Regions from separate parts of the Pan troglodytes genome. Here region 1 is linked to region 2. A link is a contact called in public HiChIP or PLAC-seq data. All regions are on one chromosome and are shown on one strand. Each heading gives the region's core, a stretch centred on a gene start, on an enhancer-like site or on the middle of the called end of the contact. The rest is flanking DNA. Distances are from core to core; before and after follow the strand shown. Region 1 overlaps LOC134810795 (a long non-coding RNA gene). Region 2 holds the start of MRPL13 (mitochondrial ribosomal protein L13).

Region 1 (3,633 bases), core at 280-2,779, 490 kb before region 2:
GGTAAGCATTTTTTATTGATTTTTGTTTTATCTTGCTATTGTAATCATAAACAAATATGTATTTCTTATTTCTTCTCCTTTCCTATCTACACTGTAGTATACTATAAATACAGCTATGCATTTTGCTTATTTTGCTTAACAATATGTCCTGGACATTACTGTATTTCAGGACATACAGATATGTTTCTTTTCTTTTCGGGGATACATTATATGACATTGTGTAAATATCCCAATTTATTTACTAATGTCCCTTTGATAGACATTTGGGTTTCTGGCCTTTTGCTAGGTGGTCTTCTACGTTTGTGTTATTTAGTCCTCCCTAGAGTTTTGTCAGTTTGGCTTATTATTCTCATGTTAAAAGGAGGAAACTGGTATATAAGCAGTTAAAGACTTGACCAAAGTCTTAGAATTAAGCAGGGAGAAGGGGAAAGAAGAATTCCCCTGCTTCCATAATTTCTGTTATTTGCACAAGTCCATGTAATTCATACTACATTGAAAATGTCTGTTGACACCTTTCTTTTAGAGTTGGAGGAGGGAGAAGTAAGTATGTGCTTTGCAGTAGATTGTGGAGAAAAATTTAGCCTTAAGTTCAAGGCTGGAATTTCAGGCCTGAGCCAGCCTGTGGGGAGGGTATCTGAGGGAACAGCTGGCCATTCTGGCTTTGTCCCCAGCTAAAGGCCTGCCAGACACCCACAAGCAGGTGTGTCTATTTTGGGCAGAGGGATCTTCTCAGTGTCTGGTAAATCACAACATGTCAATTCTATCACAGCGTGCTCTGAACCCTGGTGCTCCCCTAATAAATCCACCAAAACTCCCTTTGAAGGATAGAGAACAATCCATTCTCTACTGTGCCTCTTAACAGTGACTTCCCCCTTCTTCCTTCTTATCCTACAGACCAGTGAACAATTATATATACCAAACCAAACAGAGGAGCACAGCTTTGGGTCAGTAAAAACCATTTTACATACTTTTTAGAGGAGAAATTAAGTGAGATTTGGAGGAAGCCTTAGGAAAATAACCAAAAACTTTCATTAATTTTCCCTTTTTATCCACCCAATGTTTTTAAGGGAAAAGATTAATTCCGAGGGAAAATACACCCCAATCATGTTATTTTAAAATGAGCATCTCAAGCTAAGGCCTCATCTCAGAGCACTTTTAGCCCAATCTCTTCCCACATCCTCCTCTCCAAAATCATCACTGAAATCATTACAAGATATATGAGGATCATTCACTTTTCAATTTCAAGACACAAATCATTTTCACTGCACAGTTTTTAACCAAGGCAGAAGGAGACAGCCACTACATTTTAGAGATTTTGCAAAAGGGTTTAAACAAAGCAGCTTTCTTTTTCTGCCCCAGTAGTCACTGAATAGTCTTGTTAATAAAGGTTTTATTGTGTCATTGCTAAGCTTCTGAGACCAAACAGCACAAGCAAATTAGCCACAAGATCATCGCACCATGGACTGGGCAGCTGAGCACTTGGCTGACCATGTGGGGATCTGATTTCATCAGGGAGCTGAGTAGCTTCCCTAGCTAGCTGCACTCAGGACACTCCAAGCTCAGCGGCATGGACGTGCTCAACAAAGCCAGTACTCCAAGACTCTGCTCTCCATCTAGTCAAAACAGGAAGTTTGACATGTGAGTCAAAGGCTGGAAGTCCACTCACTCCACATATGTGAATTTATTTTCTGCAATGTGCCAGCGATGGAGAAGAGAGTGAGATGGAGAAGATACACCACTCCCTGCTGTCTGAGAGTGATATAGATAAATAAAAATACAGAGAAATACTTACATATGAGTTAAGCATTACAGTATAACATTGGGTATATTTTTTAAGCTCTATGGGCATCTATTTGTTCACTTTTAAAGGAGGATAACAACAGTAATTACATCAGATTGTTATAAAGAGTAAAACACTTAGAATGTATCTGGCAGATGGTAGTTACTCCACAAATATTAGATATAATAATTATTAAGTGCCACTCCCCTAAACTTAAAGCTAGGTGTTCTCCCTCCCCTTCCTAAAGTACATTTCTCTCACCCAGTGTTTCATTTAATTAATCCAACAAAACTTTAATTTAGATGCTACTCATATTTGAAGAAGAATGGCACAGAGTTGAATAGATTTATCCAAGTCATACATTTCATAGAAAGTAGACATGGAACGCAAATCAACTTGCATCGGTTCAGCCACAAAATTCCTTATGCTTTTAACCTGTATCTATGCCACCTTGTGTGTAAGAGTGAAAACCATTAGGCACAGAGGAGGGAGAGATTAATGTCAACAGGAGGTACTAGGAAGGCCTCCTGCAGGAAAACTAGGAAGGCCTCCTGCAGGAAAACATAGGAGTATACACTCTTCTGCTAAAACCTTCCATGGCTCCCTATTGCTTTAAAATAAAGTGCAAGTCTTTTACCAAAGGCAGAAATCCTCTCTTCCCTTTAGCACCCACATCTGAGTCACCAGCAAGTCCTATAAGTTATAACTACAAATTTTATTCCAATATATACATTTTTCTGCCTATTTCTACTGCTACCACCCTAATCCAAGGTATCATCATCCAGTGCTGGTTTTTCCTACTAATGATCTCCTTGGACCTCTTCTTGCCAACCTACAAACCATTCCCTACACAGCAGCATGAGTAAGCTTAAAATGCAAACCAGACCATGGCACTCTCTTACTTTAAACTTTTTAAATAATTATCAGTTTTGTTTAAAATTAAATTTAAACTCCTTACCATGGGTCTCTAAATATGCATGATTTGGTGCCTGCTTATCTTTTCAACTTCATCCCATCTATTTCTTCTCCTAACTCATTATTCTGCATTCATAAAGACCTCCTTTATTTTGTCCAACACAACACATTTTTTCCCAGCTCATGGCTTTGTACTTGCTGTTTTCTCTGCCAAGGATGCCTGATATGAAAGAAGAAAGAAAAAAAGAAAGAGGAAAGGGAAGAAAGAAAAGAAAGGAGCAAAGAGGGAAAGCCTGAGCTAAGGCACAAAGGCCAGAAGTAGAATGGTGTAAGTAGAAGAAGATAAGCACTTTGGTGGTGCTTAAGTATAAACACAATGATGATAAAAGGATGAAGAAACAAAATAGTGGTAGGCTAAGACCAGATTAAGTAAATATGTATTAGCTGTTATTGCTGCACCCAGAATTTAGCAGTTTAAAACAACAGTTTCAATCTCACACTTTCAATGGATCAGCAACTTGGGAGTAACATAGGTAGTTCTGGTTCAGAACTTTTTATGAGATTTCAATTAAGACATCAGCCTGGACTTTAGTCATTTAAAGTCTTGAATGGGACTAGAGAATCCACTCCCAAGTTGGCTTTTGTAGGGCATCTCAGTTTCTTGCTATGTGGACCCCTCGATAGTACTGCTTGAATGTTCTCACGAAGTGACAACTAGCCTCCCCTAGAGCGGGTGATTCAAGAGAAAGAGCAAGGAAAAACCTGTAATGCCTTTTATGACCTATCCATGAAAGTCCCATACCATCACTTCTGTTATTTTCTGTTTACCGAACCCATATAAAGGGAGGAGAATTAAACTCTACTTATCAAAGGGAAATATTTTGGAGAATTTGTTAATAGGTTTTAAAACCACCATAGGCCTTATCCATCAAGCAATG
Region 2 (3,436 bases), core at 201-2,700:
TCCGTGTGGGAGCATTATTTACATATTTTTACTCATGATAAAATCATCCTCATAAAGCCACACTCCCCTTAGTTATACAGAACTAAGATAGGCAAGAAAATTTCATAAAAGGAGCAAAATTCAAGCTGAGAACCTAGAATAATTTTCATAACTTTACTATATTCAAGCATCTAGAAGAAAGGGGTAATTTATTTTTCAGTTTTGTACTCCCTTAGTTACCTCTGTAATTCAGTGCCTTGTACACAGTCAAGAAGTATTTCCTTGTACTCCTTAGGGTCCAAATTAATTAAGTTAATTTCCAGTACAAATGCTGTGCCAGAGAAAAGAGGAGTTTATTATACTTACCAGGGAAAGTACTATCTTCTGGATTAATTGAAGCACTAATGCTTCTTTTCAAGAGGTGATAAACATTTGCTGCTGTGAAGTCTGAAAAAGAAAAGACAGACTAACTCAAAGGGCTCTAGATTTACATAATCTAACTTAGTCCAATTTCACCATCAGAGACTCTCAAGACCAGTAGGTTGTACACAAAAGTACTAAACGGTGCTCAAGATCTGTTCAAGTTTTGATACAGAAAATCTAAAGCAATCAGAGAAAATAGAAAAGGCTCCCGATCTGTACATGCCAGTCAGTTAGCACGAATGCAAAATTCCCCTCAAAAGAATAATTTTAAAGAGAAGGGAAATTCTGTGACAATACCTTATACACAACCACATACATTTACCCCTCAAAATGCCTGTTTGATCGAAACAAATGAACACATAAAATGCAATATTGAATCTAGACGGGTGCACCAAAAAGCAGTGCAATCGCAAACAATTAAAATCATTTAAAATTCATCATTTGTTTTTAAAACTTAGGTTATATGTGGGATGTCTCCTCCCATTAGATGTAAATTGTAGGACAGCAAGATCTTTGTCCATCTTCCTCCTTTCTGTATTATTTGCATGTGAAACACAGGAGCAGAAATAATAAATGCATATATTTCCAAAAAGCAGGAAATTCCATTACTAAGGCATAGAAAATTTATTAAGTTAAATATTTACTATGCCAAGAACTTCTAAGGGCTGGAATCTTGCATCCACAAATTTGTCCCTGTTTTTCCATGAAGATGCTATTTTTGCAGCCCTCATTAACTCTATCCCAGATAGAGTCCCAGCTTCGTGGGACAACTACATATTGATCCCTCTTCAGCAGAACTTGATCACAAAACTCAAACTTCTTCCCCTCTCCACAAGCCGTTCCCGCTCTTTCTCATCCCAGCGCTTACCCGGCTGATTCTCAGTACCCTCACCCGACGACACCTCTGGCCCATGTTCTGCCTCCCTACTGGCCGCCGACGGGAATTTTCCTTCCCCCCAGATCACCAGCAGCAGGTACCGATCCATCACCTCAGAGATCACCCCCCAACTTTAGGTCTCGGCTTCCACATCCAAACAGACGCGCGCTATGACGCATTTCCGGTTCCCTTCGTTTAGGTCGGCTGGAAATTATGTCCTCCGTTGGTTTTCCGCAGTTTTTCCACCAAGCGAGATATTTTTGGGAGTTATTCCCTAAATAACTGCATTATATGCTCCTTTCATGACGAAATTGCTGCCGTGGAGAAGACTGGAGGAAACTCGAGGAAGAGGGAGAAGCCGACAAGTGCTCGACGGGCTAGGAACTGTCCTGCTTGGGTGTTAGCGTTTCCCGCCGGGCTAGTAAGGCTGAGTGACCCGGCGTGGCTACTAGGAGAAGGACGTACGGTCCTGCTAGTAGAGGAATATGTCGAGTTTCTCTAGGGCGCCCCAGGTGAGCTCGGACTCTTATGGCTTGATGGGGTTCATTATACTGGCAGAAGGAGAGCGTTGGTTCCGGCAGATTAAGTAGTGAAGCTGGGGCGGCAGGGAAGCCGAGACCCTCGGCCAGGAGGTGACTTGGGAAAGCACAAGAGGGTCGTCAGTCTGGCAAGCACTTAATGTCGTTCGTCTGTTACTCGTCCCCTCTTCTTTTCAATCTGCCCTTTTCATGTCTTTCTTGGGGGGGCGGGGGGAAGAGGATTAGAGCAGGTCGGAGAGGTAGTAAGGTGGATCACATAGGGCATTGTAGGCCCTTGCAATAATTTGTTTTTTGACTGAGTAAAATGGGGACCTTTTGGAGGGTGTTGATCCACGGAGTAACAGGATCTGACCTGGTGTCAAAAGGAGCACTCTGGCTGCTGGGTCGAGAATAGACTGTTCAGAAATAGGGGTTAGTAGAGGACAGAAGCAAAGAATATGTTTGGAGGGTGTTACAGTAATCCAGGCGAGACGTGATGGTGCAGAGGCCACGCTAGAAATACTATGGAGTGTGTTGAAAGTGGTCAGGTTTTGTTTGAAGGTGGAGCCAGTAGGACTTCCTGAAGATTGAGTATAGGCCAACAGCAAAAGAAGAAACAAGGATTACCCCAAGGTTTTTTGGTTTGTCCAACTGGAGGGTGTGTCATCAACTGAGATAGGGAAGGCTGAGATTGAACCAGGTTTCAGGTGGAAGAATAGGAGTTAGTTTGGGTTATATCGGTCTCAGATGACTCTCAACTCAGTGCCGCTCCAAGTATGGTTCCTTCCTTGGGCTGTTTGTTGCCTCTCTGTGATGAGATAAATACAGGAAGTAAAATAAAACTTTTAAAACCTTTTTTAGCAATCTGACATCGCCCAGCATTTGTATTTTTTTCATTAAAATTTTTTTTTTCTAAGTATCAAACTATTAGTCTACAATGGATGGGGACAAAAACTGGCCTTTTTCTTATATGTAGACTAGTTTGAGGTTGTGATAAGTAAATTTAAAATAAGACCAGCTAGCCTCGTTCTATTTTTCCAGCATTGTTTAGCCTCTTGTGTATATGCATAGAGAAAGCATCTGGTGGAGATCTTTCTGGCCTAGAATTTTCTAAGAATTTGAATACATTGATGACGACTGTAAAAACAATGCTCTATTCCTGAGGCAACCTAAAGATACCTATTTCAGGCAACTTTTTAAAGTTGAAATTTATTCCACATCACCCATCTGTACTTTCCCAACTACATTGTTCTATTTAACTCTCCCCAGGAACTGAACTCCTGAATCGTCTTCAGTTTCCAGTTGGCCACTCAGCTTTCAATATAATGTACCTACTAATCTCTAAATGTTTTTGAAGACCTTCATAAACAGCTTCTACTTTCTTACAAGCTTCTCATTGCCCCTCCAGATTCTATTATGTGTTATACAAAAAAAAAAAAAAAAAAAAAAAGTCATACCGTAAAGGGAAATATATCTTTGGGATATTTATAACAAAACATAAGTCAAATTGCTAACAGGAAACCAGGAAGGAATAATTACTGTGTTTGTCTTTGCAGAATGATTAGAAAAAACAACCCTTTTCCAGAAATAGAAATGAAAACAAAAATTCTTTAGCAATAGAGTTATTTTTCAAAGAAAT

What was found. HiChIP or PLAC-seq counts read pairs in DNA pulled down with a chosen protein or histone mark.
Region 1: an H3K4me3 HiChIP or PLAC-seq map of stem cell-derived excitatory neurons shows a contact between it and region 2, with 11 times the contacts expected there. The contact joins the enhancer-like site here to the promoter of MRPL13 in region 2. A contact is called at or near these places in 4 of 7 Hi-C or Micro-C datasets (blood, induced pluripotent stem cells, a lymphoblastoid cell line and 1 more), 1 of 1 datasets of contacts at active chromatin or transcription factors (stem cell-derived excitatory neurons) and 1 of 1 other capture datasets (stem cell-derived neural stem cells).

What each region holds. Positions count from the first base shown.
Region 1 is chr7:131,253,452-131,257,084 of NHGRI_mPanTro3-v2.0_pri, reverse strand. The region is part of intron 1 of LOC134810795 (a long non-coding RNA gene); the gene reads right to left. Among named protein-coding and RNA genes, the nearest start is that of SNTB1, 130 kb to the right of the region's middle. Within about 2 kb of position 1,529, at least 4 of the 24 cell types and tissues checked have an H3K27ac peak or open chromatin away from gene starts, as enhancers often do. A contact at or near this core is called in stem cell-derived excitatory neurons and stem cell-derived neural stem cells, where this site is marked.
Region 2 is chr7:130,759,242-130,762,677 of NHGRI_mPanTro3-v2.0_pri, reverse strand. MRPL13 (mitochondrial ribosomal protein L13) reads left to right here and starts at 1,450. Exons shown (of 7, transcript XM_009455842.4): 1 at 1,450-1,791. The coding sequence starts at 1,765. MTBP (MDM2 binding protein) reads right to left here and starts at 1,468. Exons shown (of 23, transcript XR_008536817.2): 1 at 1,271-1,468; 2 at 346-426.